6 separate regions of the Mus musculus genome follow, and all the other regions are linked to region 1. The links are chromatin contacts, called in public ChIA-PET, HiChIP or PLAC-seq and promoter capture Hi-C maps. All regions are on one chromosome and are shown on one strand. The core of a region is the stretch at or near the end of the contact, and the rest is flanking DNA. Distances in the headings are between cores, read along the strand shown.

Region 1 (4,296 bases), core at 515-3,014:
AACTTGATCAGAAAAAAAAAAGCGAAAAAGGAAGTACATCACCAAGGCTGACAGACAGACGGAAGAGAACATAAAGAACATCCCGGGTGAAATAACAGTAGTAGAAGCAAAACAAAACTCTGCTGATTGCCACTCTACCCGGGGGGACCTAACCAGTCCAATGACAAGGTCTGCCAATTGTTATTTAAGAAATTTACCTATAGGTTGTTCATAAAAGATTCCCCAACAGTGGAGAAATCTAAAATTAAATTCTCTAGAAACTAAAGAACATCCTATTTATCTACATTAGTGGAGCTTTAATAGAACGGAAGGCAAAACTATTATTAAATACCACAGAAAGTTAAACCCTCCCATCTTAGAAGGAGGTAGTTTTAACTATGGATTTATCAGTTAATAATAGCGCAATTCTTTGTCCTTATTTCACAGCTCTATCGAAACATGGAATATATCTTCACACAAGTACACGTATCCATACACATACATATACATCACATCCATTCAATATCTGTGAGAGCACACAAATCTGTACTTTTTTTAAAAAGATAAAAAGGAGAACCCACAGGTTTACAGTTAATATGACAGTGTAGTCACTACTGAGTAGGGTAAAAAGATCTGGAAAAATTTGGAAAGTTTGAGTAGTATAACTGAGAAACTTAGCAACACAGGTCTAATTCAGGTACAAATCTCAAATTGACATTTGAATTACAAAGTTTGAGTACACACGGAGTCCTATGCCAGAGGATACAGAAAGCCTTTAAAATATCCTAAAAGTAAACCAAGTGGACAACAGAAATGATTGTATGTAACTGACCTTCATACTCCCTATATTTTATGACAACAAAATAAAAACAAAAATAAATAAAATTTAGCCTATAAAAAGAATAACTTTCATGATGACAAAAAGTTTCTATCAGTGACTAAATACTATTCTTACTCCCTTTTTTGAAGGGGAGAGAAAGAAAGAGTTACATATGCATATTGAAACAGGAAGTATTTGAATAACTGTATTTGTGATTCTTAGGAACGTTGTACTGCACATGTCCACTAGTTCTCATGCTGTCTAATGTTAAAATAAGACCAGATGATGAAGCTACTTGTTCAAATGCATTTTTCACTGAATATTATATCACAGTAATTTTTTATATCACTAACCTGTCTTTTACTCAGTCCAGCCACCAGATTCCCCTGCACCGCCCAGCCCAGGCTACTGAAGCCTTCTTGTTTTCCATTTATTGACACTTATACTTAGAAAGCTAATTTTATAACCTGCACTAATCAAAGCTCATGTTTTCTTACCTCAAGCTCGAGGAATGGAGAAAGAAAGATGCTGTCATCATCCTGAATGCGGTATCAGAACCTGTTGCAGCAGGTTCACTGCCCTGCTGGCAGTTGAACAATCTGTGCTCTCCCCACCAGCCACTGGGAAGAACCACACTGATCCCCTATGTTCTTGTGGGTTTCATGGAGCTATCTCTTCTATATATAAAAGGGGAGAGACTTACCTCCGTGGAAATTTCTCAGCAATGTTCAGATGATAAATCTTCAGCAAGTCAGGAAATGGGGTTTCTCTGTTTTGAGTAGAAAGAGAAATGACTCAAAAAAGTACACCAGAATGCATTGCAATCTCATTAAATGCTGAGAAAATGTAGTATTTACAAAATAACAGGGAGGGGGGCAAGAGAACTGGTTAAAGTAAGTTTCTAGCTTTAGCAGGGCTGGATGCCTTACAGTGTGCTGTCTTCCTGGGGAGACTTAAGATGAAATTGGGCTCCTCCCAGCACTGTTCATAGCTTTCGATTTCCCCAGCTCTTAAAATAGAGCACTTTATTTCCTGTTATTAATGTAATTTCTAGAAAGAAGCACACACACACACACACACAAACACACACAGGAGAGAGAGAAATTGCAACACTGCATGTTTTATGTCCAGTAGACTTAAGGGTGGGTCACTAGGAATCACTCTCATCTGAAAGAAGATGAATCACAAGGAGATACAAGCAAGTCACTCAGCCACCTCACCCTTCTTTGTTTGCTCAGTATGAAAGTGGTCAGAGGGGAGCGCCTGAGAGTCTGTTGTTCCTTGGATTTGATGAAGCCTGCTAGCTCAGCTGTAATACTTTTGTTTCATGCCTGCCAGCTTGTTTGACACAAAAGCAGCTTGACTGTAGGCACAGCCAATATTGGGGAATGCCAGGGCCAGGAAGCCAGTGTGGGTTGGTTCGTGAGCAGATGGAGGGAGGAGGGGATAGGGAGTCTTCAGTGGGGAAACCAGGAAAGGGGATAACATCCTAAATGTAAATAAAGAAAACATCTAATAAAAAGAAAAAGAAAAAAAAGAAGATAAAAACATTTTAAAAATTAAAAGAAAAAGTTTGACTGAAAGAAAGGTCAATTTGACCATATTCTGAGGCTTCAACAGTCATCATCATCATCAGAAATTCCCAACCCATAGCCTTCACTCAGAGCAAAGAAAGATAGAGGACAGCTTGAAAAAAAAAAGACTTGGAAAAAGGTTGACCACCCTACAGCCCTCCCCTCACCCGCTTATGAGCTCATTATGATTTTCTGCCTATATTAACTGACCCTGGAAAATAGCTCTTGTATCTGAATTGAGCCCCTGTTCAATCAGTCTTGGGGTGTGTGTTCAATAAACCAGCCCTGTTTAACTGAGATCCGTTTCTGGGTGCTTTGTGCTGTGATCTGCAGACCACAACAGTACTTGCTTGAGCATTTCCTGAATAGGGAAATATGTGTGATGGATCACTTTTGGTTTAAGCACTTTCCAAAGCATCCATTCATTAATTCATTAGTGGTTCCTAGGCCATATTTTCCCAGAGCATAGTGTTATAAGAAACATACAACTTCAACCTCAGCTTAAAAAAAAAAAGTAATTGGGCGTAACTGCCCTCTATACTATAGCTTCACTGTCCTCTATAACTGATTAAGAAAATGACCCCTGAGATATTTTTAATGGGAAAAGACAGCAGATTGTGGGCTATGTAGTGCTAGCAGATGAAGCCTTGGAAACTCAAGGAAAAAAGCTGAACATCTGGTAGCTTCAGAGCTTAAAGCAGTGTTTGACTGACTGTTTCTTCCTTTGTAGGATAGTGGATGGTGTCTGTACTATTGTTATAGTGAGACATGGGGAAAAAGGACACCAACTACTACTGGATGCTTTATAGGAAGCTTTAAAATCAATATAGAAGCAGTGCAATTCCAGGGATACCATCACTCATCTGGCAGGGTCCACAGATTTACCTGGGTAGAAAATCATCGAGGTTTGCTTTCCAAGTGCTGGTGTTTGGCAGCTCTTGGAAACCCATGAAATTGGAAAGTGTCTTGTCTTCTTTTAACTTCTTCAAGTTCTTTTATTGTTTTAAAGTTTTCATTGTGCAAATCTTTTCCTTCTTTGGTCACTTTCATTCCAAGATATTGTATGTTTTTAGGATTTTAAAAATAGGATTGTTTACTTATTTTTATTCTTTATTTTTATTAGGTATTTTCTTCATTTACATTTCCAATGCTATTCCAAAAGCCCCCCATACCCTCCCCCCTCCCCACTCCTCTACCCACCTACTCCCACTTCTTGGCCCTGCCATTCCCCTGTACTGAGGCATATGAAGTTAAATTGGATTTTTATTTATTTACATTTCAAATATTATCCCCTTTTCCAGTTTCCCCTTGAGAAACTCCCTATCTACCCCTGACTTGACTCTCTCTGCTTCTATGAGGGCGCTCTCACCCACACACTCCTGCCTCCTCGCCCTGGCATTCCCCTACACTGGGGCATGTCAGTGAGATGGCTCAGTGGGTGAGGGTGCTTGTGGTCAAGCCTGATGACCTGGCTTAATTATCAGGATTCATAATAGAAGACGAGAACTCATTCCTGAAACTTGCCTTCCAACCTCAGTACTAGTTTCCTGACCTTTGTGATTCTTCTCAACACTCACAGACAAAATAAAATAAATACTGAAAAAGTAAAATTACTGAAACTAAATAGTTTAGACTGTTCCAGTGAACAAGTCTTTTCTTGGAAATCATCCTGGGATTTTATAGTGAGCCTAGCCTTTAATGACTGAACCATCTCTCCAGCCTTGGAAACCCCTCTGAATCTTTACCTGCATGTGGTCTTTATCTGCAGGGTATCTCTAGGAAAAATCAGTATCTTCCTAAGCACTAGTAGTAAGATAGCAGAATAGCTGAGATTTCTTAAGGTTCTCATACAAAGTATCAAAAAGGAAAAAAAAAACACAACAAAAGTAAACAGAACAGTCTGATTTCCATTGCAGGTTATGT
Region 2 (4,296 bases), core at 795-3,294, 460 kb before region 1:
AATAGAGAGAGAGAGAGTCCTGGGCAGAGAAGAGTGAGGGTGAGAATTCCAACGAGAAGAACCAATACCTACAGTTAGAAAAAAACAGCATTAAACGGGATGCTTACGATACTCAGCAAAAACCAAACCAGGAAGTTAAGGCAGTTAAGTTTCTCTCCATGGCTGACCTTCACACTGTAGACCTGTATACATCACAGTTAAAACATGTTGGAAATGATTGACCTAGTTTTTAAGAAGGTCATATTTTTATTCTTGAGCTGTTTTGTCCTCCTTGTAACAGAGATGGAAAACCAGACATCCCCAGACAAGAAGCCCTGGAGGACACTGTAAGACAAATATTCTCTGAAGTAGCAGGAGGATAGAACCAGCCTCTCCCTGAGCAAACAATGCATACCAATTTACAAGTGTAAAGTGCACTACAGTCACTAGGGCAAGGTTGGGTAATGGAAGCTGTGTGAGGGCAGCCTGTCAATCAAGAGATCTGATTATGCAGAGCCCACCCTTTTTTGTGTGTTGATGTTGAAATCAAAGAAAACCAACCACCAGTAAGTGAGTGGGTGGTGTGCATTGGGCTGGGCTTGTCCCTTAGGCTATGAACTCCCTGGTAAAGCAGGAAATAACTTTTGTGGAGTTCCCTATATCTAAAATACCTCTGGTTGAGACCTCACAGCTGGAGGAGAAACTCTGCTGAGGCTTGTAAAAAGGAAACTGAAAACTAGCATTTGCTTGGGCAGAGCCTTAATATATAATTATTTTGCCCCAGCATCAGGGTTTAGGACTCAGCTATAGGGCCAGGACTAGCCAAGCTTCAAAGTGAAAGAAGATAGTTGAGAGTACTTTCTGCTTTCTGTCTCCCAAGACCTGATTTTCATGATTTTCATGTCCTACTACTCATAGTGAAAATCTTTGTGAGGCGGATGGTTTGAACTCTCAGGACATACACCAGTCCCTGAGTTGAGAACTAAGGCTGCTTTGGAGAGAAGAAAATCCCCTGAGGTAAGTAAGATATGTCAGAAGTTTTCTAGAGAAAGCTTTAGGACCATTTTGCTAATCAGTAAATTAAGAGGAAAGAGAGTCCTGGGTTTCTGAGGTTAGAAAGAGGGATTAGTATTGACTGTATTCTAGAAAAGAATAAGGCTGCAGGAAGCCTGGTTCTAAACCTTCAGTTGACTGAGGAACAGAAGTTATCTTTTATTGCACCACAACTGAGACCTTTACAAAAGAAAGTGCATTTGGCCGTGGCAGGAATTAGAATATATTGTTCAGAGGGTTGACCCAGACTGAGCCTAAAAGGAACTCTGATTTTCTGGGTGTGTTGGTCTGTAGGTGTTTTATTGACATGAATTTATATTTAGAAGAGGGCTTTTGATTTCTAGCTGAAGGGGGAAGAAACATAGGGGCCAGGGAGCTATTTCTCGATAAAAGGTGAGAATAATGGCATGACAGAAAGCCTGTGATGTAACGTTAGCTTGAAAGCATCAGAGCTCAAAATTCTAAGTAACCTTAATCTAAGAAGAAAATATCTAATAAAAAAAATGTGGGGAAAAAAAAACCCAGCATGGTAGTAACACAAAAGAACAATTAAAAAAAAATCAGACACGGAATCAAATAGAAAAAAAAAAAAAAAAAAAAGAAAGAAATGCCAAGCAGATAATGTTACTCCATAATCCCAAATGTTCAAGTGACATGGCATCTTTTAAAAATTATATGTGCTTTTAATCTCTATTTCCTTTACTTTATTAGGTAATAGCAAGTTTATTTCAGTCTAGTTCCAATTGGATCCTGCTTTCCCATTTCCATAGTTAAATCCCTGGAATTTGGGGGAAGGATCATTCCTATGGTATCTGTTGAGGTTTGAATATATGCCGGCTGGTGGCTCCGGAAGGTCTTGGGACTTTCACAAGGAGGAACTTACTGGAGAAACCTTATTGGAGGAAGTGGGTCACTGAGGGCGGCCTGTGAGAGGTGATAGGCGGTCTCACTTGTAACTCTGTTTCTTTGTCTGAGCAAGAATCACAACCTGCCTGCTTCCTGTCCTGCCTGCTTCCTGTCCTGTCTGCCGCCATGCTTCCTTAACTAGCTGCTAGGTTTTTTCCTTGTCGTGATGAAATCCACCCTCATGGACCTGTAAGTAAAATTAAAACCTACTTCTCCCCTATGTTGCTAATGTTCATGACATTTTATCAAAACAGAAAAGAAACTAATACAGCAAAATGCTGGGTCCTGTTTACATATCCAATTCTGTCTTTTGCGGGGAACTGAAAAGAGATATTAAGGAAAAGTGATTGCTAAGAGATATTTAAGGAAAAGTGATTGCTACTTCCTGTTATTTTTGTTGTTAGAGGTGGAATTATATCTGTGTGGCTATATTCTTTTAGTTTTTTTGAAAGATTACTTTCTTGCTTTTTTCTAGGGTGTAGTTTCCCTCTTGTGTTGGTGTTTTCCATCTATTATACTTTGTAGGGCCGGATTTATGAGAAAATATTGTGTAAATTTGGTTATGTCATGGAATATTTTGGTTTCTTCATCTATGGTAATTGAGATTTTTGCTGGGTATAGTAGCCTGGGCTGCCATGTGTATTCTCTTAGGGTCTATATGAAATCTACCCAGGATCTTCTGGCTTTCATAGTCTCTGTGGAGAAGTCTGGTGTAATTCTGATAGGTCTGACTTTATGTTACTTGACCTTTTTCCCTTACCACTTTTAATATTCTTTTTTTGTTTGGTGCATTTGGTGTTTTGATTATTATGACAGGAGGAATTTCTTTTCCGGTCCAGTTTGGAGTTCTGTAGACTTCTTGTATGTTCATGAGCATCTTTTTGTTTAGGTTAGGGGAGTTTTCTTCTATATTTTTGTTGAAAATCTTTACTGGCCCTTTAAGTTGGGAATCTTCGCTCTCTTCTATACCTATTATCCTTAGGTTTGATCTTCTCATTGTGTCCTGGATTTTCTGGATGTTTTGGGTTAAGAGCTTTTTGCATTTTCTTTGACTGTTTTGTCAATATTTTCTATGGTATCTTCTGCATCTGAGATTCTGTCTTCTATCTCTTGTATTCTGTTGGTGATGCTTGCATCTATGACTCTTGATCTCTTTTGTAGGTTTTCTAACTCCAGGGTTGTCTCCCTTTGTGATTTCTTTATTGTCTCTATTTCCATTTTTAGATCTTGGATGATTTTGTTCATTTCCTTTACCTGTTTGATTGTTTTTTCCTGTAATTCTTTAAGAGATTTTTGTGTTGCCTCTTTAAGTGCTTATAGCTGTTTACTGTGTTCTCCTGTATTAAATATTCATTAATGATATTTTTAGGGTATGAAAGGATATCAATATAAAAGTTGAACACATTTTTACAGACTATTTGATTCTCAAAATGCTCAATATTATTAATATGTTTGATGTATAAAATACATTTAAATATTAAAAATTGAAGAAAAAAAAGAAACTAATACAGTAACTACTCTTTGGAACTCAGTGATAACCTTTGTGCCCTTACCGAAAGTGTGGTAAGTATTTCTAAGTATCAGAACATAGTTGTTAATTATGTTGTTCAACTTTTCTACTTTTTTGCTTTTTGTTTTATTTTATTCTTGGCTATTTAAAGCGTTAGTTACTGAAGGAAATGTTTTGTAATTTCTGACCATCATGGTACATTTGCCATTTGTTAGTGGAGAACTGTCAAATTTTGTTTACAACTGTTGACTTTATTCAATGAGGTGCTTACTGTTTAGAATTGTTGGTTATATTACCTTGATGACTTTAACATTTAATTGTTGTATAGCAACTCTGTCCTTAATGGCACTATTTGTCTTATAGTCTTCTCTGACTAATATTGATAGAGCTGCTCTAACTAGAGTTTTTGTGCTTAGTGCCTGATACATATGTTCACGTATTTTTTGCTTTGCAGCTACTCAGCACTTCAATTTCCCCCACTGTGTCTTTTTTAAACACCACAGGCACCACAGTGGGTTTTATTCCAGTTTAGCATTCTTTTTAAACCCATGAGTCTAATTCATGTGCGTTCTGTCAGTTGAAATGTTTGAATCTTGTGTAACCATCTTATATCGCTTCATATGATATTTCCATGTTTGTTTTCTTCTTTTTAAAAATACACTTAAGATTATTCTTTACACAGAATGATGCATATTATGTTAGTCATGTTTTTAAAAGTCCCATTTATACATCTTGTGGGGAAACGCCATTTATCATTATCCCAGAATAATGCTTTCTGATGTACTTTTTGGTGAAACTGAATAACATCACATTTACTGCTTCAATAAGGTAAACTAGCATACAGCCAG
Region 3 (4,296 bases), core at 710-3,209, 420 kb before region 1:
TTCTTTCAGATTTATTCATACTGTTTATGTGCCATGTTTTTTGTATATGTGGTTCTGATTTTATTCTGACATTTTTCTGCTTACCATTTGACTTCCCTAATTATTAAGTCTTTAAAAGCATTTATAGGTAGTCGGCAGAGTGTTACTTGGTGAATATTTTAACATATTTGGTATCTTTTTGTCCTTAGCTTTGCATGCAGATGTAGAATTATCCTTACATGATTTCTCTGAGATTTTGCATGTAGTTTGTCTATTAATTGACAAATTGACATCTTCTTTTTATTGAATGTTCCCATTCAGAATATCACATACATCCTAAATTAAGAGAGAGATAAATTAAGGAACAAGGGAAAGAATCCTTAAATAGACCAACTCATATATGGGAAAGTGAATTTTTTTGGAAAACAAAGAAGACATGGTCTTCTCCATACAATCACGGAAAATTTTTGCCACGTGCACAAAAGGATCTTTGTATAGTTTTATACCATATACAAAAGAATCCAGAATAGGTCATAGATATACAAGTTAAACCTTTTAAGTCTCTAGAGAAGAATACAGGAGAAAAATCTTCTGATCTTGAATTTGAAGAGATGGGACAGCAAAATATGGTCCTCAAGTGAATGAACTGGTAAATATATTTCATGTATATGTATGTTAAATTTTAAGTTATATGCCTGAAGTATACACACTGTGCCATATTCTACACTTTGCAGGGGTCAGGAACCCTAAGAATTCCTAGGTTACCACATGCCCTTTGAAAGTATCCTTTTTTGATCATCTTGCATAGCGATTCATTTTTCACGTTTCACCTAATGCTCTCCTCCTGCTCTGTCATCTTGGGTATGCCTTGTTAACCACTTACCTTGTGTGTCCTGAATGTAGACTTGCATAGAGTGCTGTAATCTTACGGCCGAGGTTTCTTTTCAGGCTGATCCTGGGACTGTGAGATGGAGAGTGAGTACCGGGAAATGCTGTTGTTGACCGGCCTGGACCACATCACGGAGGAAGAACTGAAACGGTTCAAGTACTTTGCTTTGACTGAGTTTCAGATTGCCAGGAGCACACTCGACGTGGCAGATAGGACAGAGTTAGCTGACCACCTGATTCAAAGTGCAGGTGCGGCGTCTGCAGTGACCAAGGCCATTAATATTTTCCAGAAGTTGAATTATATGCATATTGCAAATGCTCTTGAAGAGAAAAAGAAAGAAGGTGCGTAGGAGTGCCCTCCCTTAATGATATGAGAGAAATGAAACCCTTCTACATTGTATTGTAGGAAATTAATTTCCTTAATCACCAGGCCCTTCACCCCCCAGAGTCACTAAACAGCATGTTACAAATTCCTTAGCCGTGTCTGATGCCGGTAGTCAGGGCTGCCACCATTGTCTCTCTCTTCACCAGAGTCTGTCTCCAATCTACTTGCAGAAACTGCGGAAATGGCAGGTCGGTGTTAATGTCCAAGGTCTCATTACACAGTACTTAAGGTTTTCACACTTGGCTGAAGGCCTGCCTGGCTGTGACATGAAGAAAACACAGCCTTGAACATACAAACCAGAGAACTGTTTAACTTTGCCATGGACTATCCACCTCCGCGCTGAGCCATCCTGCCATGGTCCCAGTTGGCCTTTTTAAGGAAGCCTTTGCGCTTCTACTGCATGGAGTTTCTAATCCTTCCTTTATCTCTAGCATAGACGACATTATGAACTTCCAGGACACAAAGCACGTGTTTGCATTCAATAAACCAGCTCTCACTCTCCACAAATTATATGCCATGTCGTTAAGTTTCCAATTACTCCTTAAGAACAACTGGGATGTCCTTGGGGTTCAAATGACTAATAAGAGCCAATGAAAGTATACCTCATCAAGGGAGTCCCTAAAATGAGAGATTCCAAAGGCAGTGGTTTGGGGACACTATGTAATACAGAAGCTTCAAAATGTTAACTGCTTGCCGAGGAGATGTGTGTGATGCAGCAGCAGGGGCTTGGATTCCAGAGGGTTATTTATACGCCGTCTAAGTGATGAAGTAAGGGTAAAAATCACATACAGGTATAAGATGCTATGTGACTTTGAGGAACTTAGAGCAAGGCCTGATCACGATTAGTTTAAGAGTAGCTGACATTGGACAGAAAGTGTAGTTCTTACATTTGACCACACAGTGGCAGTAAGAACACATCATTGCTCCAGTCACTACTGTTCATCTACTGAACTAAGCGAGCCTGATAGCATGTTTTAGTTTTAACTCCCGAAATTAATTCCTATTCATGGCTTCTTTTTTTTTTTTTCTGGATAGGATGATATAAAGCCCCCTTACTTAAAAAAATTTCCTCTATTTTACTTCTGTAATAATGGTGGGGTTTTATCGGCTTGATTAGCTCAAAAGATCTACTTTGAGACCTGGTTGAAAACTCAGGAGTGACTGCTGATCTAGAAGTCAGTTTAGGCACTTTGCAGCTTGGAAGTGCTACTTGAAGTCATCTTCAAGCCTGCCTTGACCACAGCTGTGTCAGTGATGCCAGTGGCTGCTACGGTAGAGCATTGATCTCTGGCTTGTTTCCCAGCAGTTTTGCCTTGTGTTTCTTCTGGTAAATGTTCAGCATGACGTGGCCTTGCCTCATGAAAACTGTGTGTGTGTGTGTGTGTGTGTGTGTGTGTGTGTGTGTGTGTGTATGTGTGTGTGTGTGTGTGTGTGTGTGTATGTGTGTGTATCTGAACAAATTAAACGATGTCATTAAAGAATGATAACAGGGTCCCGACCTTTAGTTGAGGCTTGAGCAAGAGAACAGGTGAAAAATTATGAGGTTAAATAAGCATGACAAACCCAAGCAAACCTAAGGAAATTCTCCAAGTATAATGATCTTAGATAGAGGAAAAGTGTGCATTGAATTATTAAATGAAACGAGAGGTATCTAGTGGGAAGATGACTTTTCCAAATGTTTCCACACAACACTCTCAATGGCATTTTTTTTAAAAGGTCAGTATGATTGATAGGCTAGAACAGAGTGACATGTTTATTCCCTTTGGCTCCCTTAGCTCTCTTCTCCTCTCCTGTGCTGTCAACAGAGACTGGATGTTTTTATGTGCAAATATCCAAAATATAAATAAAAATGTCATAGCACTAACCATTGGACGATCAGTTGAACTTCTTGCAAGCATATTTGGTCATTTTGGTATTAGTCATAGGCCACTAGCATTTCCAAAGTTTATGCACCATAACAGCACAATGGAGTTAAAAATGTGATCAAAAAATTCTAAGAAGTTTATAGTTTTGCATTGGGCTGCATTCAGAGCTGTCCTTGGCACATGTGATTCATGGACCATAGATTAGACATGCCTACAAGAATAAAGGTCCCTATAGGATTCCTGACCAAGACTCAGTTCCTTCCTGTTGTCTGAAAGAGAGTGACAGAATACTTATTATGTGACAACTGTTAGTCATATACATTACATGATTTGATATCTAACAAAATTAAATCCATGAACATCCCTGAATGTTTCAGATTCTGTGAGGAAACCACACGTAAAAAGGTTCTTATAACATCTTTACCTATAAGTTCCTTAAGTAATTGAACACTGACCATATTAATAGATGGTCACTTAAAAATCAGGACAAGAAGTTTCCTTTTCAGAATAAAATGTTGGATGGGTGCCTGCACATTTGAGGAGGAGAAAGCAGTAACTTTTTTGGGTCTTTGTTCTACTTCTCTTCTCCTTCACAACCCCCTTATTCTTACCCCAGGCTGTGCTATGCATATGTCAGTTGGTATCAATTATAAGGAGACACCTTGTTCTCAGGTTTTCTGATTGGACCAAGCTGCTGCTTGTGTTCTGTGGTCAAATAAAAACATTATCTACATTACATGGTTTAGTAGGGTCACTAACTGGGCTTAGCAGTCCAATAGAGCTGCTAGCTAGAGTCTTTGATCGTCTCTAATTAAGTAAGTTTGCAGGATGTAGGTCCTAAATGGGTAGCGTTGCTACTTAGATTCTCTATTTGTTCATGGCGATAGATTGGGTTCCAAGGATAGGAAGGATGCTGCTCCTGGGACATTTGGAATGGGTGTGACCTGAGACTAAACACACACACACACACACACACACACACACACACACACACACACACACACACACACTCCATCGACACACGCATATACACCATACATCACATATCACACACCCATATATAGAATAAAATCACAGACTTTCCCCCCAGTTTGGGCTCATGCTGAACCACAGGCTAAGCTCAAAACTCATCCCAGTCCCATCACTTCTTGGTCACCAGGCTTGAGGAGACCAGGTCCT
Region 4 (4,296 bases), core at 952-3,451, 390 kb before region 1:
GTTTCAAAATTTTGAAGGTTGTATTTATTTTATGATTTTTGACAATAAGCTTATGCCAAAATATAGACTGATGTGAAATGACAGGAGACCTTGACATTTTTGATATAATCTGCTTACATGTAAATGTTCATTCTTTTCTGCTAAAATAATATTTTTTTAAATGTTGCAATAATGATCCCAATCTCAACAATATTCAGTAGTATAGTGTTTCAGGTATTTACATTAAAACCCATCTTCAGTTAGCAAATCCTAGATATCAAAGTATAGTCATCCCCAATGGTGCAAAGAGGTACCCTTAACTTACCCTACATAAAACAAACACTGAGAATGAGTGTCTGAATGTAGACCAATTCACACTCAGAGAAGAAAGCCTCAACAGTACTCTCTGGCATCAGTGCCTCGGCAGGTTCAGATGAGCTAACGCACCAGGAAGAGCTCTGGGAAGTGTGGTAAGAAAATAGTGTGTGCAGTTGAGAGCTCCTCAGAGTAAAACCTAAGCAAGGTGAAAACTGGGTGAGTCTCTGCCTCAGGAGTGAAACTCTCCTCAGAGAGAGGAGAGACAGTAAGGACATCAACAGGACCACTGAAGGAGGAAACAACATAAGCTCAGTAATGTTGTCATCACTTGTTAGCCACTTGAGTCATAAAGAGAAGGCAAGAAAAGAAATGCAGATGTCCCATAAAAGAAGTAGTCATAGTAAAATCCAGAAAAATGTGTCCTCAACCTACCCTACAGGAACTAACATATAATTGGTTAATTAACATCCTTTGTCAAATTTTCTTTAATATGTGCAGCTAAATGTTTCCATTAAGGCATGCATTCATGGAAATTATAAAATAAATCCTTTTTATAGAAACTAATAAGAACAGATTTTTTTATATTAGCATTGTCTTAATTAGAACCAAAAATATAAAATTCTTCTCAGAAAACCAAAAGAATGACAATAGTTTACCTCCTAGAAATAGAAAAGTGTTTTAATAATAGAATTGTCCAGTAATAACTTAAAAAACCAAAATTTAATGCATGATTTAGGAGTATTTATCTTAATTTCTAAATGAACAGGGTCATAACTTTTGTAAAATTTTAGAAAGTCTGGGCAGCATAATTAATACACCTAATAAGTGATAGATCAACCATAGTGCACAGAGGGACTGCAGAAGAGTCTAAAAGTATGAAGTATACATCTAGTTCCGATGAACCTCCAACTCTTTTCTAAGTCTTACCACCAGAAAACAAAATCAAAGAAAACTAAAAAGACAAAAACCCAAAGCAATTAACTTTCAGGATGATACAGACTAACAATGTCTACAATATTACTTTATTCACTTGATGCACAAGTGAATGAAGACCATTTAATGTGCTTCTTAAGTCAATAAAACCACAGGTTTGCAATCATAATGAATCTGGGATATCTTTGACTACATATGCCCATTGGTGCCCAGGTTGTGTATGGTTGCAATAATAGATAATGCAGCCTGAGGGCTAGATGCATTTTTTCAGTATTATTGCTTCATGGCAATTTTTCCTGTCACAAACTTGTCTGTTGCCCAGCCACTCACTACAACCACCAGGTTCTAAGCATTCTCCAGCCAAGAAAACTAAAGCACTCTTCTTATTCACTTATCCAGACTTACCTAAAAAACGTGTATTTTATAATCTGAAATATGCCCCTTTTTGGGTCAGTCTTACTGGTGGAGGAATCAGGATGCCTAGCATCATTATGAGCCAAGGACCTGAATCCAGATAGTGCAGATTCACTGCTCAGTGTAGCAGCCACCAGCTTGGCTTCCTTCTCTCTCAACCTAAAGATCGACAAGGATTTCACCTGTAGTCGTGTGCATTCACAGAGAAAGCAGGGGGAGGACTCACCTCTTCAGAAAATTCTTCAGTGGTATCCAGTTTTGCAGGGCAGGAAGCAGTGAGTGAGTGAGCAAGTGAGTGAGTGAGTGAGAGAGAGAGAGAGAGAGAGAGAGAGAGAGAGAGAGAGAGAGAGTGTGTGTGTGTGTGTGTGTGAGTCTGTGTGTGAGTGTGTGTATGAAGAGTAAACAGTAAATCTCTCAGAAAGAGAACCAGAGGATTTTGTAATCTCCTGAAATTCTGAGACAATGAAGTGTTTTCAGAGAGAGATGGAAAGCTGACACTGGGTAGAGTCACTGCTCAGCTGCTCAGACTGAGGGGAACTGGGTTTCTCATCCTGTGCTACTTTGTGGGGAGTGGACAAGGTTCATAGCTTTCGATTTCCTCAGAGACAGAAACTCAAGAGTTTCCTTCCTGTAAACAATTACCAAAAAAGTCAAAGAGAGCTAGTTACACTCAGGATGTTTCTTGCAAATCTTCATAGGTACAAGATTTAGATTTATAATCCTCATGTCCTACAGGCTTGCAAAAGGATCCCTAGGAACCTTCATTCCTTTGAATGAAGGTGAAAACTTAGACCAAAAAAAGCCAAGTCACCCAGTCTCTTCTTTCTTTTCTGCTCAGACTCAGTGTCAGGAGATCTTTGCTGTGTCAGTTGCCAGCTGCATGTGAATGAGTTTCAAGGAAAATCTGAGATGAAACAACTCCTGGTTTAAGTCATTCCTGTAGCATCTATGCATCCATTAGTAGCTCCCAAGACCTAGACTTGCCACAGCATAATGTTACAAACACACAACTCCAAGCTGCAACCTCAAATAGCTAGAAAGGCATTTGGCATTATCCACCTCCCTCTTGATTATAGAACTAAGCTGTCCTCCTTCAATGGTGAAGTTAATGCTTCCTCAGTGTCTCTACATTATTCACTGGTAAGCACAGGGAAACCTGGGGCCTGGGAGTCAGTGGGAAACCTCGAGCTTTGATTGAGATTATGGACTGAAATAATGCTTGTCCTGCTGCACTTTTCTGGCATGGAGAATTCAAGGATTAAGGATTGATGTAATCCTGAAACATGGAACAAATGGTATCAAGTAGCAGATAATGGTATGAGAGCCTGCCAGCTGGTCTGCAAAAGAGGATAATGCCATAGCTAGGTAACCAGTCACCTGGATGAAAATGATGGGAGTTAAAATGCTTTCCAACTGCTAGTCTTGGGCAACTTTTGGATGTCTCTGCCTTTGATAGCAGAACAGTTGGGGGAAATCACCATCCCTGACCTCAAGCTTTCCTACAGAGCAATAGTGATTCAACTTGCATGGTATTGGTACAGAGACAGACATGTTGATCAATGGAATAGAAATGAAGACCCAGAAATAAAACCACACACTTCCCATCACTTGATCTTGACAAGCCAAAACTATACAATGGAAAAAAGAAAGCATTTCAAAAAAGGGTGTTAGTCTAACTGGCTGTCTGTATGTTGAAGAATGAAAATAGACCCATATTTATCACCTTGCACAAAGCTCAAGTCTAATTAGATCAAGGACCTCAAAATAAAATCAGATACACTGAATCTAATGGAAGAGATAATGGGAAAGAGCCTTGAACTCATTGGCACAGGGGGAAATTTCCTAAACAGAACTCTAATGGTTCATGCTCTAAGATCAAGGATTGATAAATGGGACATCATGAAACTGGCAAGGTTGTAAAGCAAAGAACATAGTTGATAAGACAGATCAGCAACCTAAAGATTTTGAAATAATCTTCACTAACCCCACATCAAATAGAGGGCTAATATCCAAAAATACATAAAGAACTCAAGAATCTAATCACCAAGCACCCAAATAACCCAATCAAAAAATGGGGTATTGAACTAAACCTAGATTTCAATTCTGAGGAATCTCGAATGACTGAGAAGCACCTAAAGAAATGTCTAAAGTCCTTAGTGGTCAGAGAAATGCAAATCAAAATGGCCCTGAGATTCCACTTTACACCAATCAGAATGGCTACGATCAAAATCACAGGTGACAACACATATTGGAGAGGATGTGTAGAAAGAGGAACAGTCCTTCATTGCTGGTGGGATTGCAAACTGGTACAACAACTCTAAAAATCAATCTGGAGGTTCCTTAGAAAATTGGAAATAGATCTACCTGAAGACCCAGCTATACCACTCTTGGGAATAAACCCAAAAGATGCCCCACCATGCCACAGGGGCAAGTGTTCTCTATGTTCATAGCAGCCTTATTTGATAGCCCGAAGCTGGAAACAACCCAGATGTCCCATGACAGAAGAATGGATACAGAAATTGTAGTTCATTTACACAATGGAATGCTACTCAGCTATTAAGAATGAGGACATCCTGAGTTTTCCAGGCAAAAAGATGGAACTAGAAATTATCATCCCGAGTGAGCTAACTCTTACCCAAAAGGACATGTATG
Region 5 (4,296 bases), core at 806-3,305, 340 kb before region 1:
AGTACTTGTCACTGGGCTCAGAGGAGGAAGTAGGATCAGTAAGAGCATTGCATTTGGGCTGATGCTAGGATTGAGGTAAGCACAGTCAAAGAAGGTGTGACTTTCCTTTTGTCTTGGTAATCCCTAGAAATGATGACTCAGGATACTTTGTTTATTGCTTTGGCTGATTCCTACCTGGTGTGATCTCTTTGTTCATAGCCTTTCTTGATTACTTTGATTTAAAAATTGACCCTGTTCTCTGCAAGGACCTAGAAGGTATAAAAGCTGACTGGGAAAAAATAAACCTGCTTTAGTGTCAGCGCTGTCTGGAGTCATGTTATAATGTCTAATTGTCTTTTTCTTTTTAATCCTCCCTCCCTTGAGACATTGTTGACTGACTGAGCTGACTTGCTTATAATAATAATAGAAAGATCAGAATATCATGGTACATTTAGAAGTTCATCTCTATGGAGGCTCTGCCAGAGCCTGACTAATACAGATTGCAGATGCTCGCAGCCAACCACCAGACTGAACAATGGGACCCCAATGGAGGAGTTAGGGAAGGACTGAAGAAGCTAAAGGGGTTTGCCATCCCATGGGAAGAACAACAATATCAACCAAACAGAACCCCCAGAGCTCTCAGGGACTAAACCACCAACCAAAGAGTATACATGAAGGGAACCATGGCTCCAGCTGCAAATGTAGCAGAGGATGGCCTTATTTGGTATCAGTGGGAGGGGTGGTTCTTGGTCCTGTGAAGGCCCAATGCCCCAGTGTTGGGGAATGGCAGGGCAGGCAGGCAGGAGTGGATGGGTGTGTGAGGGAGTACCCTCATAGAGGCAGAGGAAGAGGGGATGAGATAGTAGGTTTGAAGAGGGGAAACTGGGAAGGTGGATAACATTTGAAATGTAATAAAATAAAATAAAAATAAAAATAAATAAAAAAGAAGTACATCTCTTGATTGTTAAAAATAAGTAAAATCTTTTGCAGTGATTTAGAAAGTTTAGCTACAATAATTAATAAACTTAGCGAGCCTGGTCTAATGTTCACAGAACTTTGAAATCAATTAAGAGCTTCTATCCAAGTCCTCTGCTGTGGTACACGTATTCTTCAAACTGTTCTATAAATGGGCAAGATACATGTGTTCTAATTAACTTTCCATCACTCTATTACACTTCACCATTAGAGAACCAAAAGGAAAACAAAATGGCCAAAAACAACTTTCGTGATGGTAGAAATTACCAATAATGGAAATACCACCTTTAGAAAGGTGTGAAGAAGAGAACAAACAGAATGTGTTTGGGAAATGGTTAAACCATTGTGTGTTTATATATTATGATCCTGAGAAACTTCCTAGTGATAGGATACTAGAAAATTCATTTCATGTCCAGAGGCAGTTTTTATTCACAATAATTTTTCATGTCACTATCTTGGCTTTTTCCCACTCACCCACAGATCCCAGATAACCATGAACTCCCTATCCGAGCTAATTATAGCCTTCACATTATCCACTTATTCAGATTTATACTTAGAAAGTTCATTAAACAATCTAAAATATGCAAAATGTTTTATTCTTAGCTCATTCCTCTGTGGTGGAGGACTAAAGATGTCTGCCATCTTTTTGAGTGACTGACCCTAATCCGGCTGCTGTGGGCTCACTGCTGAGTGCAGCAGGCACCAGATCAGCACTGCCTCCTCCACAAGAACCAGCAAAGGTCTTTTCACTGTCCTTGTTGTTTTTACAGATGTAGCCAATATCTACCATATCTACAGAAAACAGGTAGAACTCACCTTGCTGGATGTTTCTCTAAGGATGTAAAGCTGAGATCTTCTACAGGGCAGGACTAGAGGCTTCTCCACTCCTCTTCCTCCTCTTCTCTTTTGTCCTTCTTCTTCTTAAAGTTTGTTGGGGACTGGGAGGAGTTGGTGTGTGTGTGTGTGTGTGTGTGTGTGTGTGTGTGTGTGTGTGTGTGTGTGAAGAAGATAAACCAATAAATCTCTTGGGAACTGGAAAATGTAATCTACAGAAATTCTCAGGTTAGACTCACTCCATGGACTGAGGCTTGCTGAATGTCTCAGCTGGGTGTTGTTTTGTGGGCAGAAGAGCTAAGAAATAGCAAGTTCTCCTCCCAGCAGAGTGCATCGCTTTCGATTTCCTCAGAGACTGAAACTCGACAGTTTTTTCCTGTATACCTTTTAGTCACCATAAGAAAGTCAGAGACAGTTACACTCCATTGATATGTTTTGCTTTTCTTACAAATCTTACAGGTACAAGAACCAAATATAAAAGCTCTGTATCCAACAAACTCACAAGGGAGTCACCAGGAATGTGCTCTCTTTTAAATAAAGATGAATCCCCAAAAGGCAAAGCTAAGTCACCAGGTCTCTTTCTTTCCTGCTCAGGATGCAGATGGCAGCAGGAGAAATTGGCAATTGCTAGCTGCTCTTGAATGAATTTCAAAAAAGAAAAAATAATCTGAGATGAAATTGCTTTTGGTTTAAACACTTCACTCCTTTGTTAGTTCCCTGGACTTTCCAGAGTACCAATGTTGTTAGAAACATAGGACTCCAACCTCACGTAAGCAGAAAGGATTTTGGCTTTAGCTTTCCTCTTTTCTGTTACTACTACTACTACTACTACTACTACTACTACTACTACTACTACTACTATTGTTAATTTATTTACTTTTAAAGACAGAGTCTCACTGTGTAGTCTTGGCTGGCCAGGAACTCTCTCTGTAGACCAGGCTCAGTTTAGGTTTAAATCTTTTACCCGGCTTTGGAAAGTAGTATTCTTTAACTGGTGATTGCCTTAGTTAAGAACTTTTAAAAACATGCCATCCTTTCATGTTTCCATCATTGGGAATTGCATTACCTTGAAGTATTTCTGAAACAATGTAGATGACTAGAAACTATGGATTTGCTGACTAGGTGCCATTTTCACTAGTTTCTTAGACTACATAAAATACTAATTAATCTCAAAAAGGAGAGAAGGGGAAGGAAAGCCAGAGAAGCTTTTCTTGGGAGAGCTAAGCCACTGGACCTGTGCTGTGTCTCCACCATTGATTCTGATTGCAGTCCTTTATTCATGGTGGATGGAGGTTGGAAAATACCATCTTTATCTTTCTTTTGTTTGGCCAATGTAGTTTTTCCTTTTCCTTTCTTCATCTTTTGAACTGATGTAGTAAAGAAAGGCCAGGGGAAGTTGATCCTACTGTTTCCGCTCAGTTCCTGCTTATGTCTCAGTGGATTTGCCTATCCCTGCTGCAGAAGCCCAACATAGCCACAAGGTAGCCAAAGGTACCAAGCTGGGACAAGCACTGTGGACAGTCTTTGTATGGATCATTCCAAATTACAGCATCAGAGAAAGAAATTATGGTTTAATTTGTGATGTGGCAAAGTGGTGATGTTACACTTTGACTTCTTATCTCTATTGCTGTTATTTGGTAGTCGATGCAGGGTCTGACTATGGAGCCCAGGCCAGTCTCAAAATTCAGCTCTCCACTATGCCTAATTTTATCATGTTTTCTTTATTACCAATTGACTTTATAAAAGGGACTTGCTCATATCTCTGAGATACAGTTTTACTTATAATTAGATATTGTCGCACATTTACCATCAGGATGAATATTAATAATGGAATCAAATAATAATTAAACATGAGTATTAACTTATTTAATGTTTTAATGAACTTTTCTCTAAATTAATTTTTACTTTTCACCATTTTATATAAAATTACTTTTTTCCTTATTATTTTCCACTTTCACTTCTTTTAGATTTAATTTTTATTATTTTAGGTGTATGAATGTTTTTGCCCACATGTATGTCTGTGCAACATATAAATGCCTGGTACCCAAGGAGGTGATAAAACTCCATGTGGTTGCTGGTAATCATACCTGGGTCCTGAAAGAGCAACAAATACTCTTAACAACTGAACCAACTCTTTAGCCCATAACATTAATTTTTATTTGAAAACTTCACAAATTTATGTGATTCATTCTGTCTCTGTAAGAGTTCAAGAATCGCTGAAGGAAGAACCCAGACTCAAATAGTATGCAAAAGCAAAGAGCATTTATCTTGCAGAAATGTCTAACTTGCCAGGGTAAGCTATCCATACAAAATGGAGACAACCCAGAGAGATCGCAGGCCCCCTTTATGCAGGGCTGGAGGAATTTTCTAGAATAGTTAGGTAATCTCTAACATGATTGGCTAGAACGGCAGCAGCGACATTAGTACACTTTTGATTGGTTCTATTATTTGGTGAGGCCTCGAAGAATCTAGGAACTGACTCAGCTCTGGGCTTGTTTCTCCTTCAGC
Region 6 (4,296 bases), core at 790-3,289, 290 kb after region 1:
AGTGATCTTCTACTGAAGAGTTCCCTTTTACATTCCAATTTTTAAAAAATTTATGACTCAGAATGAAGTGGATGATTTGGCACAGTCAAAATATAATACTGATATCATTCACATCCAACTAAAACTGACAATCCACCCTGCACAAAATAACTCTACATTTTTAAATTGGGCCAGATGCCAACGTTCAAGTAGGCAAATTAGTCATAGCTACTCCCTAGCATGCTTAAGAAAATTTAAGTCAATTTCCAACAGCCCCCTTATCCTTAAGTGGTAGATTTGAGCATTTGCTCGAAAGAATTTGAGCTTCCAATCCACTGCAACATTCCCTCCACTGTTCTAAGTTGTCTTCTAATCACAAATGTATAACATACTGTTGAGAGGAAATATGACTTATACGTTTTATTACTGCAATGAAAGCATATGTATAAACAGGAAAGGAAAAACAGAAAGAAGGTATAAATATTCAACTAGAGTTAAGGAGTAAGCAACTTCAGAGACCGTCAGCTGGTAATGGTGAAAGCAGATATTAACTACAGAAGGACTTTGTTTATGTAGTAATGCCTGCCTATAATTCCAGCAGTTAAAAAGCTAAAGTAGGACAGACAAGAGTTCTAGACCAGCTTGAGTTCTATATGGAAACCCTATGCACCCCACCCCCCAACAAAATACCTTTTTCATTTTCTGAACAATGTGTTCTACTATCTTGACCCATGTAGTAGTCAAAAAGCAAAGAATTTAAATATGAAGTAGCTCCAGCAAAACAAAGGCAAAATCGTTAGAGACTAGATTGATGATAGATTCTATTCTTTGGGAAATACTAATTTTGCATTAAAGTTATTGTATCTGTCTTTATTGACTCCAAAATATGCTTACAGTATGGAAACTGTACATTTTTGTTTCTGAAGCTCTTGGATTCCCTGAGCCCAAGAGCAGGACATCAAATGCCTCACTTTGTCCTGAGCTGTGAGCCAGGCTGAAGCAGCTGCTCAGGGCTGATTTGCCTTATGCGTACAGCTCTGCCCAGAGCTGATAAACAAGGCCCAGAGGGACAGCCCTCCAAATCACCCCACCCACGCACAGAAGACTCCTCCTGTAAAAACCATTCATTTCATGATTTCCCTCCTCCTTTTAACCAGTCTTCTCTTAGGCCATCAAAATTTATGGTTCTGGGCTCTACTTTCTGATGCCATCTCATAATAATTACAAAACCCTTAATTCCTTATAATCACACACACACACACACACACCACAGTGGCTTAATTGGCAGGACTGGATGTTGTGGAACAAAATTGTGTCTTCATCATACAAAAGACTTAAGTGTAATGTAAAACTGTTAGGAGGAAACCTGGGGTAAAGCTTCATGACATAGGTCTTGCCATTGATTTCTGAGACACAGGCACAAAGGCAGGAGCAACAGAAGCAAATGGGATGACCAGTGGATGGGTTGGCAAAGAGATATGGGATGTGGAACAGTCAGAAGGTGGACCTGGAGGGGGATAAAATCTGGAGTGAAAAAAAAAAAAGGTTAAATAATTTTAAGAAAGAAAGAAAGAAAGAAAGAAAGAAAGAAAGAAAGAAAGAAAGAAAGAAAGAAAGAAAGAAAGAAAGAAAGAAAGAAAGAAAGAAAGAAAGAAAGAAAGAAAGAAAGAAAGAAAGAAAGAAAGAAAGAAAGAAAGAAAGGAAGGAAGGAAGGAAGGAAGGAAGGAAGGAAGGGTGAAAGAGAGAAACATGTCTCCTCTGATTCCCTCAGTTCTCCAGTGTGAAATCAGAAGAAAGGGAAACCTGGAATTTCTTCCTGATTTTTAAATTCTCTTACCTTATAAGCTCTGTGACTGAGTAAAACACAGCCCAATACAGGCACTTGCCTTTCAAATGTCACTGGTTTTCCTCCAAACTTTTGCATCTGAAAACTTTGTTTCCTTTCCTTTGTAAAATACCTACTGAGGTCCAGAGAGCCACAGCCCCCCAAACTGCTGAGTCACCTTGTGTGTGGAAGTCAGCAGCTGCCTCAACTGAATATGTCCCCTGGAGATAATGCAGATTGTCTACGCTTGGCGGGACTCTAAAACTCTTTTTTTCCTCTGGGCCTTTGCCACATTCACATTTCTGACATTCCTATTTGAAGTGGACTGGACATTCAAAGAACTATTTTTCTCTCTTAGCTACATTTCATCTTGCAAAGCCTTAGACTGAGCTGAGCAGAGATGGAAACTCCAAAGGAAACTGTGAGTACAGACGAATTCTCATTCCTGATGAAGTTAGGAAAGCTTGTCTCCTCTGAGCCTTCCATTCCATCCTCACAGGGTCGTTAAAAATTACACTTATTTGATTTTAACGTAGCAAAGAGTTTTGATTTTAATTCTTTTATGAAGGTTTCACTTCTAAAAATAATGTAGAACTTTACAACTATATAATAATAATAATTAATAATAATAATTTTAATAATTACTTGCTCAAGTCAGATATTCAGAAAACTACTAGGTAATTTGAAACCAAATAATCCCACTAAAAATTGTGCTCTTGTGGAATGACTTAATTTTAGAGTCATCTCAGGAATTACTGTCTATAAAAAAACTATATTTAGAAAATAAAGTAACATCAAAATATAAACGGTATTGCATATTTTGGATAGAAGATGTAAGGAGAGCAATGCACTATAGAAATGTCTCTATGGAATTTTTTTCTAAATATTGTTACACAAAAACTGGATTTCTTTAAATTAAAGCATGATTTTGTGTTGATTAATAATAAATATTTTATATTCCAAAATCCAATTATTAAAACATTAATGATTTATACTTTGTGACAAGTGAGAAGACAGGTTACATTTAGATTTTCTTTTAAGCAGCTTTTTTTTTTTTAGTAAATCAAATTAGAAGAGTACATAATACATGATCTAGACTTTTAAAAAGGAAAAGTACTCAGGTTTATGTGTGTGATTCACTAAAGCAATTACAAACCATCTGACTGTTCCTTAAACTTACAGGATAACCAGCACTTATCAATGTTGTTTAGCCTTTGAAGGGTATAAATTACCATTTCCCCCCCCCCCCGTTTTTTTTTTTTTTTTTTTGTGAATGTTGTGGCACCAAGTTTTTTTTTCAATTTTTTATTAGATATTTTCTTCATTTACATTTCAAATGCTATCCCAAAAGTCCCCTATACACTCCTCCCGCCCTGCTCCCCTACCCACTCATTCCCAATTCTTGGCCCTGGCGTTCCCCTGTACTGGGATATATATATATATATATATATAATGTATGTATGTATATCTGACATTCTGTGGCATTGCTTCAGCAGTCCAAATTTCTTCTCTCTATAGAATCTAAAAATAGCTATTTATAGTTTAAAATTATACAGTTATACAGCACCCAATAACCGTATGAATTAATAGGCTTAATAATTTGTGAACATAGATTCAATATGGATGAAAGCCTTGGGATATGCAAGAGGGATCGCATTCTAAACATGAGAACTAGCCACAGCTACAGGCATTATTTATTTTTCTTTGTATAGCTTTAATTAACATAATGTGTATTGTGGGATATAGAATAATATTTCAAAACATGAAGAGACTTTTTCACTTACAGGCTGTCGAGAGCAGCGGACCAAAGGTCCTAGAAACAGCAGAAGAAATCCAACACCGAAGAGCGGAGGTGTTAAACCAGTACCAGAGGTTCAAGGATCGCGTTGCCGAGAGGGGTCAGAAGCTTGAGGAGTCTTACCACTATCAAGTTTTCAGGAGAGACGCAGATGACCTGGAGAAGTGGATCATGGAAAAGCTTGAAATTGCAAAAGATAAGACATATGAACCCACAAACATACAGGTAACTCAGTGCCACAAATGTCTACAGAACTCACCCTGAGTTCTCTAGAGACTGAAGTGGCCTTTTCCTCATGTTAATGTTGAGGAGGTGGATGTAAGCATGCCCTGATTCTGTGTACAGAACAAAGCCAAAATGGTAGAATGGGAACTTAAAAAATTCAGTTAAGAAAAAGGCTGGCATTATTTCTTCTTTACAACATTAGAAAAGTGAGCTAGAAGAAAAAAAAACTGACAATACATCAGTTGTTGATAATACAGAAACATACTGCATCATATTGAAGTTTCGTTCAGAACTCACATTCTTATAATTAATACATAGATGTCACAGAAAGATTAGACTATCTAATAGAGATGAAAGTTGTGCCTCTAAATGTTCTATGCCTTCCATTTCTTAACTTTCAGAGTCTTATCTGCAAATAAAACTCATTGGAGTCATTACTTCATGATAGCTTATTAGACAAAATAGTGTC

Evidence for each region. Promoter capture Hi-C pulls out the DNA fragments that hold promoters and counts their contacts. HiChIP or PLAC-seq counts read pairs in DNA pulled down with a chosen protein or histone mark. ChIA-PET counts read pairs in DNA pulled down with a chosen protein or histone mark. Capture Hi-C pulls out chosen DNA fragments and counts their contacts.
Region 2: an H3K4me3 HiChIP or PLAC-seq map of the 230-238 cell line shows a contact between it and region 1, with 18 read pairs. The contact joins the promoter of Aim2 here to the promoter of Mndal in region 1. A contact is called at or near these places in 1 of 484 Hi-C or Micro-C datasets (B cells), 5 of 115 datasets of contacts at active chromatin or transcription factors (the 230-238 cell line, effector CD8 T cells, large pre-B cells and 1 more) and 2 of 9 other capture datasets (liver and macrophages).
Region 3: a RAD21 HiChIP or PLAC-seq map of pro-B cells shows a contact between it and region 1, with 11 times the contacts expected there. The contact joins the enhancer-like site here to the promoter of Mndal in region 1. A contact is called at or near these places in 1 of 39 promoter capture datasets (cancer-associated fibroblasts), 3 of 15 datasets of contacts at CTCF or cohesin (CD8 T cells, large pre-B cells and pro-B cells), 2 of 484 Hi-C or Micro-C datasets (B cells and bone marrow-derived macrophages), 6 of 115 datasets of contacts at active chromatin or transcription factors (the 230-238 cell line, bone marrow-derived macrophages, effector CD8 T cells and 2 more) and 2 of 9 other capture datasets (adipose tissue and liver).
Region 4: an RNA polymerase II ChIA-PET map of memory CD8 T cells shows a contact between it and region 1, with 35 read pairs. The contact joins the promoter of Ifi206 here to the promoter of Mndal in region 1. A contact is called at or near these places in 1 of 15 datasets of contacts at CTCF or cohesin (CD8 T cells), 2 of 115 datasets of contacts at active chromatin or transcription factors (large pre-B cells and memory CD8 T cells) and 2 of 9 other capture datasets (adipose tissue and liver).
Region 5: a contact with region 1 is called in a promoter capture Hi-C map of liver, with 2.4 times the contacts expected there. The contact joins the promoter of Ifi214 here to the promoter of Mndal in region 1. A contact is called at or near these places in 1 of 15 datasets of contacts at CTCF or cohesin (pro-B cells), 1 of 115 datasets of contacts at active chromatin or transcription factors (memory CD8 T cells) and 3 of 9 other capture datasets (adipose tissue, liver and pancreatic islet).
Region 6: a promoter capture Hi-C map of pre-B cells shows a contact between it and region 1, with 2.5 times the contacts expected there. The contact joins the promoter of Spta1 here to the promoter of Mndal in region 1. A contact is called at or near these places in 2 of 39 promoter capture datasets (the 3T3-L1 cell line and pre-B cells).

The regions. Positions count from the first base shown.
Region 1 is chr1:173,878,423-173,882,718 of GRCm38.p6, forward strand. Mndal (myeloid nuclear differentiation antigen like) reads right to left here and starts at 1,765. Exons shown (of 10, transcript NM_001170853.1): 1 at 1,729-1,765; 2 at 1,503-1,568.
Region 2 is chr1:173,418,560-173,422,855 of GRCm38.p6, forward strand. It overlaps Aim2 (absent in melanoma 2), which reads left to right and starts at 2,045. Exons shown (of 9, transcript NM_001013779.2): 1 at 2,045-2,127.
Region 3 is chr1:173,454,407-173,458,702 of GRCm38.p6, forward strand. Aim2 (absent in melanoma 2) reads left to right here. Exons shown (of 9, transcript NM_001013779.2): 5 at 928-1,209. The coding sequence starts at 948. Among named protein-coding and RNA genes, the nearest start is that of Ifi206, 35 kb to the right of the region's middle. Within about 2 kb of position 1,960, at least 17 of the 459 cell types and tissues checked have an H3K27ac peak or open chromatin away from gene starts, as enhancers often do. A contact at or near this core is called in CD8 T cells and pro-B cells, where this site is marked.
Region 4 is chr1:173,489,117-173,493,412 of GRCm38.p6, forward strand. It overlaps Ifi206 (interferon activated gene 206), which reads right to left and starts at 2,202. Exons shown (of 8, transcript NM_001372437.1): 1 at 1,871-2,202.
Region 5 is chr1:173,533,902-173,538,197 of GRCm38.p6, forward strand. Ifi214 (interferon activated gene 214) reads right to left here and starts at 2,056. Exons shown (of 5, transcript NM_001024721.2): 1 at 1,771-2,056.
Region 6 is chr1:174,170,737-174,175,032 of GRCm38.p6, forward strand. Spta1 (spectrin alpha, erythrocytic 1) reads left to right here and starts at 2,040. Exons shown (of 52, transcript NM_011465.4): 1 at 2,040-2,225; 2 at 3,591-3,827. The coding sequence starts at 2,205. It overlaps Gm36196 (a long non-coding RNA gene), which reads right to left and starts at 2,045. Exons shown (of 3, transcript XR_373720.3): 1 at 1,817-2,045.